Linked DNA regions of Cricetulus griseus: region 2 is linked to region 1. A link is a contact called in public Hi-C data. All regions are on one chromosome and are shown on one strand. Each heading gives the region's core, a stretch centred on a gene start, on an enhancer-like site or on the middle of the called end of the contact. The rest is flanking DNA. Distances are from core to core; before and after follow the strand shown. Region 1 overlaps LOC103159000 (E3 SUMO-protein ligase NSE2). Region 2 overlaps LOC103159000 (E3 SUMO-protein ligase NSE2).

The links. A called contact is a pair of places that touch in the nucleus more often than the background predicts.
Region 2: a contact with region 1 is called in a Hi-C map of the CHO-K1 cell line, with 2.1 times the contacts expected there. The contact joins two enhancer-like sites. A contact is called at or near these places in 2 of 8 Hi-C or Micro-C datasets (the CHL-YN cell line and the CHO-K1 cell line).

Annotation. Positions count from the first base shown.
Region 1 is chr10:28,162,084-28,168,855 of CriGri-PICRH-1.0, reverse strand. All of the region lies in intron 4 of LOC103159000 (E3 SUMO-protein ligase NSE2), which reads left to right. Among named protein-coding and RNA genes, the nearest start is that of Washc5, 98 kb to the left of the region's middle. Within about 2 kb of position 2,660, at least 6 of the 6 cell types and tissues checked have open chromatin away from gene starts, as enhancers often do. A contact at or near this core is called in the CHO-K1 cell line, where this site is marked.
Region 2 is chr10:28,245,648-28,252,419 of CriGri-PICRH-1.0, reverse strand. The region is part of intron 2 of LOC103159000 (E3 SUMO-protein ligase NSE2); the gene reads left to right. Among named protein-coding and RNA genes, the nearest start is that of Washc5, 15 kb to the left of the region's middle. Within about 2 kb of position 3,794, at least 1 of the 6 cell types and tissues checked has open chromatin away from gene starts, as enhancers often do. A contact at or near this core is called in the CHO-K1 cell line, where this site is marked.

The DNA.
Region 1 (6,772 bases), core at 1,411-3,910:
CAGATCCGGACCCTGGGACTTAAAGAGTCCATTCAAGAGAGCTTTAGGGGTTTGACCTATCACCAAGGTACCCTTGGCAGTGTTCTTTAGAGCCAGGAGTTTCAAAAGATCCTTTTGACCACTCTTGCAAAGCTTTTTCCAAATATTGAACGGCCTGAATAGCTTTCTGAGCACCCTGCTTGTGTAAGGATGAATTTTTTCCCTGGAGCATGACTCTCCGATGAGGCTGTTTGTGTGACTGGTGGTGTGTCATCACGGCCATGCCAGACCCATTGGCTGTTCTCCAGACTTGCCCTACTTGGTTAGTTTCTCTATCTTCTCTGGTGGTGTTCTGACCCAACCTTCTCCACTTCGTTCCTTTGCAGTAGTGGCCGTCTACGTGTACAAAAACATTTTGCTAGGAAGGAAAAGAAAGGAAACACGGCTCTTGCTTCACAGGATTTGTGGCCTTGAGCAGGGGTCGGAATCCATGCTTTTTCTGTTCTCTGCCACAGTCTGTGTGCCTGCTGCACACAATGTCAGTACTGACATTGGTAGAGAAACCTAACCTTTTCTCTCTTGCCTAGATAAAAGTTTGTTTTTATAAAAAGAGGCTCTATGATTTGGTGTATATTCCAAGGTACGTGCAGCCTACATAGCGTAGACACCTCTGCTGGGAAAGCTGATTATTTTTGCCAAGTGAAATCCTAGCACCATGTATGAGATGGTGCTAGGAATTCCAGTGATGTAGATTTAGTTAGGAAAGTGCCCTGGCATCTGCTCCTCCATCTTCTCAATCCACTCTGCTGCCCAAGCACAGAAGCCTCTGTGTGTGTGTGTGTGTGTGTGTGTGTGTGTGTGTGTGTGTGTGTGTGTGTAAGAATCACAAGGTGACAGCTTCTGGAGACCTGTTTTATGAAATTGTGAATGTGGTTAATACTAATTGTGTCAGCTTTCTGTGTTACACTAACTGTGTAACACAATACCTGACATAGCAGACCTTTCAGACGGAAAGTTTATTTTGGTCCATGGGTTCAGGGGCCTCAGTTATAGCCACTTGACACTATTGCTTTGGGTCTGTGGCAGCACAGTCTACTGTGACTGGAACACCCAGAGGGGAAGGCCTGTCTACCTCATGGAAACGAGAAGGCAGAGAGAGGGATGGGAATGGGCCAGGTGCCCTTCAAGGGGACTCTCCTCTAGACTCTACATTTTAGAGGTTACATGCATCTCACCGAGACACTACAAGCTGGGACCAGGCTTTTGTGTTTGCCCTTTGAGGAACCCTCAGCTTGGAACTATAGTGCTATTGAATTGTGTGCTCAACACTGGGTAGGGTGGCTTGCTGGTGGCTCTCCTGTGTTGCTACCCAGCTTGCTGCCCCCTGTAGAGTAGTAAGAAAACTTTTTCTGTTACAGAAAACATTAAGGAGGTTACTATGATAATTTTTCATCGTGTTGGGTTTTTTTTTTCCTCCAGCATAAAGACAATCAAATCTTACCTACTCTTTGCCTGTTACTAATTTATTTTTCAGCACCTCTGAGTGTCAGCCGCATAAACAGACTGTCACTAGATGTGATCCTGTGTGAAGATTCCATGTGGTGTCTGTCCACCAAACTTTCTACTGTGTTTGCTAAGTCCTTTAAGCATTTTAGTGTGGTGTACACCACCTCTAGAGAAGTGTGGTTTTGACTCAGTGCAAAGCCAGATGAAACCCCCCAGCAGCAGCAGCCTGTTAGCTCTGTCAGCTCACTGCATGTTAGCCATTTGGGAGCTCAGGAGGCAGGTAGACAGCAGACAGAAGGATAGCCCAAGCTGTATTTGGTGTTGCCAAGGAAAGATGAGCATTTCCACTTTGTGGATCTGGCTGGGCTCCTGGGCCTAATGGCTGCGCATAGACCATACCATAAACACTGTGAAGAGGCAGCCATGGAAACACTTGTTTTCTTGTTGAGCTAAATTTACTCTGAGTTGAATATTAGCACAGCTCCTGGCAGGACTTGAAAAGCAAAAATAGCTTACGCGTGATTCAGTCTGAGTCACTGCTGGTGCTCCTGCTCTGCCTAGAGCTCGACACCGAGCAAGTTGGCAGCCTGGATTGCTACATTTTTTCTAGGAACTCAGACCACATTTCATTCTTGTGAATTTGCTTGTGCAATGATATTAAATAGAGTAATATGTTTATTTTGTTTCTAAGTCAAATGAATTCGAGAATGGTGAAACTGAAGTATTTTTCTTGGGCTTTGTGGAAAAGCAAGGTTCTCAGAATTCTGTGGTCACTGTAAGATGGGATCTTATAAGGGATTATATGGAAATTTTAGTTTAGATACTGGGGCTTCTGGGAGTTTCGTTAGAAAGAACCCCGTGAGACCATTAAGCGGGCTTCATTCATCTGACATTAACAGACAGGACGGCTGTGCCATTGACAAAGCTCTTTCCTTCCCTTTCCTAACAGCAAGGAGGGAGGCAGGCAGGCGTGCAGCCCTTCGGCCACTGTGCCGCCCAGCTGGCTGTTTAACTTGGGAAATGCTTCCCTTCTTGGCAATTATATAATGGGAAGTTCGTGGGTTTTGAAAGGCAGACCAGACCCACCCATGGGATCCCTGTTGGCTTTTCAAAGGCCTCATAGGCCTTACCCGAGTAAACCCCAGTGGCTGTGATGTCGTGATTAGCCTGTTGGCTGACTGTGGGAAAACCTAGGCAGGATCAGTTCATCTCTGGACTCAGGCGGTGCTGAGTCTAGAACTCTACATGAGGATAGTTTTCCCTTGATGTTGCAATTTCTGTCCTAACGTGTTTTTGTTTAGCTTTTGGAGTTGCCTAACAGTATAATTTCAATTGAGGGTTAGCTTCAGTTCTTAGGGTTGTTTTTTTTTTTTTTTCCTAATTTAAAGACACTATCATTTTGTCTTAGGATTTCAATGACTTATATAGAAAAGAGTTTCCTGTGACAGTTTTAAAACCAAAATGAGCCTAACATAACTTTTAAAAGTATTTTGAAATTATTTTACCATAAAATCTTACATTAGAAGATGCAACTCTGGTAGAGAATTTCAACATAATTGCATAAATTGTGTTTCACATTACGGCTTATGTTCTGCTGGACTTCACTGAAATTAGTAAAAGAGCCCTTTCAGAAGGGTCTGGTGAGTTAGCTCTAGTGGGGGTTTGGTTTTTTTTTTGTTGTTTTTTGTTTTTTGTTTTTTTTTTTTTTAAGAACTTACTCATAGTGTATCCTGTGTTGCTAAGTTTTCAAAGTCAGCCATGTCAACCACACCCAAAACCCTTTCAGTGGCTTGAAATCTATTTATCCGAGTTTCTTCCCAGTAAAAGCTCAGAGAGATCCTAAGCATTTCCAGGAGCTGTGCGATGACTGCCTGGAAGCTAACGTTTGGAGACTGAGCTGTGCCAAGTCTTGGGTGTAATGAGTAGTTCCTTCCTTAGTCTGCAGTCAGAGATCCCTTACAACAGGCTTCCAGACTCCACCCTTGTGGCTGCCAGGAATATCCCTGATGGTGTTTTTGCCCCCAAAGGATACGGTCTCTGCCTAGAGAAGGGAACATGGTCTGTCCTTAGCATCCCCCTGGCCCAAGGGCATGCGCATTTTATGCTGATGGCTGTGTTTTGGAGGCGTGTGAATTTTGGTGTCTTTGAGTGAGCTCAGCAGGGTAATTAAGCATTTTCAGGATGAAACTGAAAGGATTAAACCCAGTAGCACTGTTAGTGCAGATCAGATACGTGTTTCTCCCCTTCACCCCTGTGTGTGTGTGTGTGTGTGTGTGTGTGTGTGTGTGTGTGTGTGTGTGTGTGTGTGTGTGTGTGTGTTCATCCATTGAAAGATGGAGCCTCACATGTTGACTGTTGCAGATAGGGTTGTATTGGACCTGGGAGAGCAGTTGACACTCAGTTTTATTCCTTTGGCCATTCACACACAGAGAAGAGATTGCTGGTTCATATATAGTATTACTGCTTTGGGGCCTGTTTGTTTCTTTTCTGGAAACTCTATACTGTTTTCTGCAATGACTGAGCCAATTCTTACCCCTCCCACATCCTCTTGAATACTGGTCACTTTTTGTCTTTGGTAATGGTCTCTCTAAGTGAGCCAGGTGCTGTCCTCTTGGTTTTCATTTGTATTTCTCTGGTGGCTTTTTTCACATATTCCCTGTGAGAAATGCTTCAGTTGGTGAAGTATATTTGCACAATTTTAGTTTTATGTTTTAGTTTTATATGTTGTGGGTGTTTTGCCTGCATGTAAGTCTGTGTAATACTTGATATCCACAAAGTCCAGAAGAGAGTGTTGGATTCCCTGGCACTGGAGTTACAGACAGTTGTGAGCTGCCATGTGGTGCTTTTAACCACTGAGCCATCGCTTCAGGCCTATGTTTACATAGTTTAGTACTGAATGCTGTACTCCTACTCTGGCCCCTAGTGACTACCACCTCAACCCTATTTTCCAACAGATTAACCATTTTAATTGGTTTTTTATATGTGAGTTACTTTTGAAATCATTTTTAGCACATGCTAGTTGTGCAGCTTGGTGAGTTTCCCTGTGCTGGCTCCATGCAAAGGTCACATCCATCTACCTTGCTTATACCCTGGGTTCTTTCCACTGTCTGCCTCTCCCTCCAGCACCCTTCCCAGGCCCTGGAGGTAGGGCCTTCTTAATTCTTGTGCCTTTTCTTTCTGCAACTCTAGTGATCACTGTACCATCTGCTACCCTTGTACAAGACTGACTTCCTGGTTTTCATAAATGAGTCATAAAGGGGTGTTTGTCTTTCTGTGCCCTTGTTTCATTCACCCCGAAGATCTAACCACATTGTGCAAATGACAGGATTTTAGTCGTTGTGTGGTTAAGAACGATTCCATCGAAACAAACAGCCCACTGTTGTATCATGGTACTAGGAATTGAACCTAGATCTTCACCGGAGCCCTGTAAAGGCTCTCCACTTAAGCTGTGCCCTCAGCCCCCCTGCCTTTAGAGACAGGTTCTTTCTACTGAACACTGGCTGTCCTCGAACGCACTGTGTATATCAGGCTGGCCTGGAACTCAAGGGTTCTGCCTAAAGGCAAGCTAAACAAAGTAGCTTCATCTGGGAGGTAAATCCCAGATTTACCATGCCGGCAGCATGTCTTTTGTAGGCTGTATGATCTGGTGATTCTGTCATGAGTCTGAGCATTCCATGTTCTTACACCTTTCCCCAGAGCCTGGAGTCAGCTTTCACTACACCTTGGGTTTTGTCACTTGGAGAGGCTCAGGAGCTAATTTCAGGAAGCAAATTAGCCAAAGTAAGGCCTTCCCTCCCTCCGTGGATGGCGGCAGTCATCTGTTCCCTGTTGGGTAGGCTCTCTGCAAGCTTCTCCATCCAGTTCTTCTCCCCAGCGCTCACTGTTCTGATGGCCAGCACTGCTGACCAGCTGTGGAGAGCCGCGGCTTGTTCCCCCCTCGGCTCTGCCAGAGCTCCCCAGAGCTGCAAAGAGCAGAAGGGGGTGAACATGAGTCGCTCACCCATTCTCTTGGCCGGCACCCAGAAGGTTCTGAGAGTACTAAGGACAAGCCTCCCCTATGGCAGCCCCCAGCAACTTGTCCTGGGTTTGTTTTATTTAGCAAGGGATTCCCTTGTAATTTCTCAGTTTGTTTTCCAAGAAAATTTTTACATGGGAGCAAATTAAACATATTTGCTAAACAAAGCTGTCTGTCTGCAGGGACATTTTATTTTCTTCGTCATCGAGTGTAGCTTTTGGCAATTATAAACAAATTATCATAATGTTTGATGAGGTATAAAATAAAACAGTTTAACCGAACGAATTTCCAGATAGACCACTAGTGGCTTTGATTTTTTAAGGAATAATTTCCAAAAGATGAGTTTTGATTGCTACCTCATTAACTAGTACACCCTGTGTTTTTGGTGGTGTCTTGGGCATATCACATAGCATGCCCAAGTGTATTTGGGCCCCATTCAATTTTATGTCTACTAAAAAATAAAAAAATAACAATGAATGTAATTTTCTTCAAAAGTATAAATAATTCAGAATGCAGAATTTGTCCTGAGTTTTTTCTTGGCTTGTTGAGTTGACCTGCTGGAATCTGAGACAATGCACTATGGAAACGTGTTCCTGCCCAAAGGCCTCACATGAGCAGAGAGCACTTTTGTGGTTCAGTTGTGACTTTCACACAAACCCAGTCCTGGAGCTTTAAAAGAACATCTTAGAAATCCAGCAGGAAAGGAGGATGGCTGTGAGTTTGCCCTCACGTGGGTGACTTGTAACTGAAGACAGAGCGTCCTTTGTAAGGAACACGGTGCAGATGAGGACACGGATGGCCAAGTGCACAGAGAAGGCAGGAGGCAGGTGCATGCCTCCTTGCCCTGCACCCCTCCTCCCATGTAGGATAGCCCAGGTCAGCTGAGATCTCTGTGTGGGCACTGGAAGCCAGGCTGGGCATTGCCGACCGCCCTGGCCAGCTTATTCCCTTGGTTCTTACTTGCCGAGGCCTCAAGCATGGGATGCTTGGGGTACATTTTCTTAAATGAAGAAGGCAGGGCCAAGATCCTGAGCAAACCAGGGAAGCAGAAATAGGAGAGTGAATTTAAAAGACTGGGCAGGAAGAGAGAGAGAAAGGAATCCCTTCCCGTTTGACAGTCTGCTTGTTCTCTGTTGTCCCTTAGCTTCCTCTTTCCACTGTTCTCTTTGATAGCACTGTCTCCCAGGCCTGCTCCCTACTCCTTCATCTCTGCGTCCTCCCAAGCCCCGTCCTCACTGTTAGACCCCCGAAAACTCAAGTATCCGGGGTCTC
Region 2 (6,772 bases), core at 2,545-5,044, 82 kb before region 1:
TAGAAAAGTTAAATACCCTTCCCAGGGCCACCGGCTTAGTGAACGTACTTGCAGGTCTGCACGTAGAGCTCTCAGCTGCCGCGTCTGCTCCCCGTGTGAGGCCACGCTCCTCACCATGACCATGACGGTAATGGATTGATCTCTGAGACGGTCAGCCAGCCCCAGTTAAATGCTTTCTTTTATAGAGTTGCCATGGTCGTGGTGTCTCTTCACAGCAACACAACACTGACTTAAGACACCCTGACAGGAAGTTAACCCACAGTGTATGGAGTGATTTGTTTAAAACCTAAAGGGACAGGCACTATACAGTTTTTTGTAACTGATTGTCAGATTCCTATCCATGTATACGCTGTATTTACACACACACACATACACACACACACACACACACACACACACACACGCACACACACAGAGCAGAGGGCTATTTTATCCTACAGGAGTTGCCACACTTTAAAAATGTAGGTGGCTATAATTTGGATTATGTGCGCTACTGCCCTCTGCTGGCTTCTAGTTGTCATTTCCAACTAAGGCAGCCAATAGGAAAATACATTACATACCTCTTAACGTTCTAGTTCTGAAACTTTCCCAAATGCAGCTGCCTAGGAAAGGACAAGATTATAAATATCTATGTGACCAAATCTTTTTAAAGTGACTGTAAAATTTGAATCAGGAGAATGACATAGCTGGCATGGATAGCCCCTCCACAGTAAAGACTAGCCTAGGATGAGGTGTGAATACATGAATACCTACGTGTATGTGTGCACATGCTCATGAGCTTGGGGAACGTGTTTCCACTGGAGATTTTGCAGATTTGGACATTGGAAAGCACAGGCCGTGCGCGGCTTCTCTAGGTAAGTGATAACATGACTCGTTCTGCCTGCCAGCAGCTAGCCCGCTCCCTCGTATTCGGAGGGTCTGCCTGAGCATTTCTGTGTGTCTCAGTTCTGTAGCTGGCCTGGGTTGTTGAGGCCTTGGGTGTTGGCGTCATGTGTAGGCATGCTTCTTCCTGTCTCGGAGCCTGTATGTTTTAGGTCTCTGTGAAAGCTTGCTGAGTGAATCAGGCAGGCAGGCATGTAAGGCATGTGGGCGTTGGGGTCTAAAGGCCGTGGATGGAGTACTGACTCCACCCACGGACACCAGCAGGCATTGCTGACCGGCCTCTCCCCTGTAAGCCATCAGCACTGCTGGGCGAATCTGCAGCAGCTTTTTAACCAGCTCTGGTAAAAGCCCCACGCCGGTGTCTGGAGCAGTGCCCGAGTTGCCTGCTTCCTGTGCTGGTGAAACTTCCCTGTCCCTTGATGGGTGTTTTAGAAATGTGTGAGACTGAGTTTAACGGTGTCATTGCCGTCAGTGTCTTTGTTACTCTCCACCTGGGATACGCCTCCTGGTGCTGCCATGTTCGGAGGTGCCGAGGGAGAGAAGCGAAGGAGTTGCCATAGATACATCAGGCCCATCCTGCCAAATGAAGGTGCGGGCTCTGACCATCACACAGTGAGACAAATGACCCGGCCTCAATCTGTCAGTAGGAAATGACTTAGGACAGGACACAGATAGGGAATTCAGATTTGGACCCGATTGCTGGTCCCTAGCTTAGACCCTCTTTTTTTTTCTTCCTCTTAGTAGCTGTTGGTGTATGGTGGTAACCCCCAACATCTGCGCCAGTCAGCTTTGTGTCTCCATTTCAGAACACCTGAGATAACTAACGTAGAAAAGAAGTCTTGGCTTCCTTGTTTGGAGGTTCCAGTCAACAATCTCTGGGGACCTCTGGTAAGGCAGCATATTAGCGGAAGGGACTCAAGACCCTTGCCAGCAAGCAAGAGAGAGGAGGAAGAGGGAGCCAGGGTCTCAGTGTCCTTCAAGACCAGGCACTAGTGACCTAAGTGAGCACTTCCCTCAGACTCCTTCCTCTCAAAGGCTCCGTACCCCAGTACCACCTCCCCAGTGCGCCAGCTCTATAACACAACAGGCCTTTGGGGGACACTGGCTATTCAGACTCTAGCAACTGCTGTTAGTGATATGCCCAGCGGAGTTTGGTATATTTTCTATAGTTTTTAATGCAGTGTATGGAGTCTGTATTATTTTAGATTAAAAGTAAGAAAATGTCCGTTGTTTTGACAGGCATAATGGCTAATGAATGGCCAGAGTGTTTGAATGAGCAAAGATGAGGTATGGTGACGGCCAGATACTGCACTGCGCAGAGCCTTAGGTGTGCGGACAGGGACAATGGGGACGCTGTTAAAGATTGCTATCAGTATGGGGACAGTGGTGCACACCTTTAATCCCCACACTTGGGAGGCAGAGGCAGGTGGATCTCTGCAAGTTCAAAGCCAGCCTGGTCTACAGAGTGAGTTCAAGGACAGCCAGGCTACACAGAGAAACTTGTCTCAAAACAAAAGAAAGAAAGAAAAGAAAGGACTGCCAGCCGGTGCAGTTCTTGCTGTGTGGATTTAGCTAGTTGTTCTCTGAGTCTGTACACTGACAGGACAAGGTAGAAACAGCAGTAAAGCCAGTCCCGAGAGGCTCCCTTGGGTTGAGGCACGGGGCATAAGGCTAGCACTTCACACTAACTCCCTCCGTCCACATGCGACACTCTTGATTTGATTCTGACTTGTGACAGTGGCTGCACAAGGGCTGTATCTGATTCGGGTTTGCAGTTTTAAGTGTAGGACTCTTTATGACTAAATAGATACTGTTAAAAATCAGCAGTACACCTCCACCCCTCAGGAAGTACATAGTACCAAGCTGAATTGGAAGCACCGAGGCACACCCTGGGCCTTGTTTTACTCAACTGTGATGTTTTCCAGGTTGAAATTTAAGGAAGCCGTTTTCTCCTCCGAGAGCTGCTAGAAAAGACAGTTATCCAGACTCCCAGACTTCCCGCGGCCTGCTTGTGTTACAGCGGGCTTCCCGTGGTGCCTGCTCTTGGGGGAGACACCACATAACTTAAAGTAGCCCGCTTGTCCTCGGTCTCTCTTTCCCTCTGTCGTTAGCCACGGTAATATGCCATGTCCTTTCATACTGATAGTGGTTAATGTTGTCTTTGTTCATATAGTTTCCTGAATTTAAGTGGTGTTTTGTAGGTCGTTTGTTTTAATGGTGGGATCCACTTGATCCGGGTTGTCTGGGGACACAGCCCTCTGATTCTCATTGGATGTCTTGGGAGTTTGGAACCCAGGTAATGCATATCGGGTGTTGAACTATATAACTCTGAGGTAGTGGATGGCCTCTGTCTCGTTTTATCTCTGTGTCTCTGTCTCTGTCTCTGTCTCTGTCTCTGTCTCTGTCTCTGTGTCTGTCTCTCTCTGTCTCTCTCTGTCTCTCTGTCTCTCTCTGTCTTTCTCTCTGTCTCTGTCTCTCTCTCTGTCTCTCTCTCTCTCTCTCTCTCTCTCTCTCTCTCTCTCTCTCTCTGTATGTGTGTGTGTGTGTGTTTGAGACAGGTTTCTCTCTGTAGCACTGGCTGTCCTAGAACTCAGTATGTAAAACCAGGCTGTCCTTGTGCTCAGAGATCTGCCTGCCTCTGCTATGATTAAAGGTGTGTGTCACCACACTGGGTTTGTAGATAGCTTTTAAGGCTGTCGCTTAATAAGGTGTATTTGGATCCAGAATGAAACACGAGTTTCTGTCTAGAATTTGTTAATTTATTAAAAACAGTTTCGAGTCTTTCACTGAAGGACTTAAGCACTCCCGAATTTGAGGGTGAGTCAGAGCCACTAGATATCTCCGTAGGACAGCTCACTGGTCCCTGCCAGCATAGTTTTAATAATTATGAGTAGCACAGCGGTTTGCATTTCCAATATTCCCAGGCACGGCAAATGCCAGGGACCTCCTCACTTTGAGAACATGAGTCCAGTCATTATGTCCCATGCGATAAAAGGCCTGCCACTAGATGGCATCAGAACACTTCTTAGGAGGTAGCCATTGGCTGAATGGTTCTAGACTCTTGATCAGAGTTCAGGCTGTGTAAGATTCATCATATTATTAGAGTTTAGTATTCTGGAGCCTGTTCTGGTCCATGCACATAAGAGTAAAGATGCTTTGATTCTGTCAAACCTAGGAAACTGTAGGAATATTACCGCTGCAGTCTTTCAAGATCCCCTCACCTAGAGTAAACACTGCTTCTCATTCCAGGGGCTCCTTTTCGGTTATTCATGTTGTTCCATTTTATTTTCGGGGGATTGCTGCAGGACTTGTTACTAATCGGAACGATAGGAGCGGGAGAGATGGCTAAGCAGTTAAGAGCACTAGCTGCCCTACAACCACAACCACTTGCCAGTTCTAGGGGCCCCATGCCACCTCTGGCCCCCAAGAACACCAGGCACACGGGTTTTGCATATACATAGATGCAACAAACATTTTATGTCACACGATAAAATAAGATAAAGAAATCTTTAAAAATAAACAATTCCTTTAAAATATATGAAAACAGGCCTAGAGAGATGGCTCCTCAGTTAAAGGCTAGGATGACAACCAAAGTACATAAAAACAAGTTACTTCTCAGGAATCGTAAGACAAGTGAGATTTATGCTTCTTGACTACTGGATTTTGACTTGTTAGCTTTTAGAATCACTTTAAACTGTCTGTTCACATAAAGATTCATAATTTTGTCCTTTTTCCAGTTGCATTTGGAACAGTGGTAGAGGGTTAAAGGTGTGAAACACTTACTTCCTATTGGCTTCCCAAGGGAAGAAGTTTCTGCTGCTCTCTGCCTCCCCTGCCCTCCTCACCCCATCCATGCCCAGCTGTCCCCCCACCCCTGTGATGCTCTTTCTTCAACCTAAGGGCTGGCATCCGCTTCCCACATGGCGGTACGTGTGGAGCTGATGGCTGGCTCTGTCCTGTTTGCTGAGCTTGCCTGTGCACATCAGCATGGCTTATTTGGAAATAGTAAATGAGTAAATGAGTCACTTTTTTGTTGTTGTTGTTGTTGTTGTTTTGTTTTTTCCAGACAGGGTTTCTCTGTGTAGCTTTGGAGCCTATCCTGGCACTCGCTGTGGAGACCGGGCTGGCCTCGAACTCACAGAGATCCGCCTGCCTCTGCCTCCCGAGTGCTGGGATTCTTTTTATTTTTTTTAAACAGGTTATATATAGTACCTAAGTACTGCTTGGGTTTTCTAGACCCCTGACAATACTTTTCTATTGGTTCTGTTTTCTTCTTGGATTTCTTTGTTTTGTTTTCTTTTTTCTTGGCCTTTGGAGCTGAAGCTTTGGTTAGATTTCAGTGACGGCACAGGGTTAAAAAAAGGGACTAACACAGAAAAATCTAAACAGGAGCCACTCTATCAGATTCAAAGCCAGGCCAGCACTGCAGAGCTTCTCTGGTCTCTGGCACTGCTGTGCATCTTTGGTCTCTGGCACTGTGGTGTCTCTGGTCTCTGGCACAGCAATGCGTCTCTGGTCTCTGGCAAGGGCTGAGCATGGGCCTAATGCTAAGCGGTGATGACAACAGAGGCAGAGGTGGAGCAGGCATCAGGAGCATTTTTTAAAAACACTGTAGTCCTCTTTTAACGACATAAAATTTTAATGTTCTGCGGTCAGCGGAAAGCAGCTTTTCTGAGAATGACAAGTAACATAGCTGAAACCGACTTGACTCTTCTAGAGGTTATTAGCCGGACTGTTCTTTTCCTGTTTCTGTAGCTACAAGTGAGATTATGTATTCGTGCTGTTTGTTTCTGTGTGGCATTACTCACGGTAGAAATACAGTCTGATAAATCTGCACTGTTAGCTATGTGTGTCACTGGAGATTTCCTACTGTCCCCATTTTCAAAAAGTAAGGAGAAAGAGAGGTTTGTAAGGTTTTGTTTCACCTATTAGGGGCCAGAGAGATGGCTCAGTAGTTATAGGACCCAGGCAGTCATTCACCTACTTCTAGGCTCTGTGGTTACTAGAAATGTACATGGTGCCCAGATATCCATGCACTCAAAATGTACATGTGCCCACACAAATAAAATAATAAAACCTAAAAAGTAAATAAAAATACTATTTTTACATGCAATAAATATGACGGGTCCTAAGGAGTCATGTTGACATAGAGGGGACTGAAATCAAAATCCTCCCGTATGCTAGAATCCAAGTAGCCACATTGCTTATGCTTGCTAGCCACGTGTGACACATAGCTGCTTTCCGAGATGACAAGTCACATAGGCTGTTTCACTCCTCTGTGACAGACAAAGGTAAGAAATAATAAGGGGTGGCCAAATCAGCTAGAACTGCAGCGTTTTAGCGGTGCTGGGGGGTATCCGACTTGCCTGTCCTGCTGCTGGCATGGCTAGCATTCTAGGGTTTCCCCAGCCAGCTTCAGGTGAACAGTGCAGTGTTCCTGGGGGTCCTGTTACATTTGCTTCTGTGTGAAATGTATGTTCTTTGGAATCCACATCTGCAGTACTTGGTATTTTGTAGCTGGTGTGGTAAATCCATTTCATATGGTGTTGGGCAAGCTGGAAGGTTGAGCCTCATAGCTTCAGCAGCCAGCATATTCTAGTTGCTGTAAACAGTTAAGCCTGTCAGCAGTTGACCTTGGCAGTGCTGATTTGCTTGTCCCTGGGTGCTGCCTGAGGCGCTGGCTTTCTCTCTGTGGGTGGGAGTTAGGAACCTGGTTTGGAGAAGAGCTAGAGGCATCTGAGGCCAGCTCCAAACAGATGCGCTTCTTGCTTCATGTTTGCATGTGACCACAGTTGCAAGAGGCATATTCTTGCGTGGTATTTTTTTTAAGGCCTGTGGAATCAGAGACCAAAGTTGAAAGGCAGCTTCCTTTACCTTTGGGTCTGTTCTT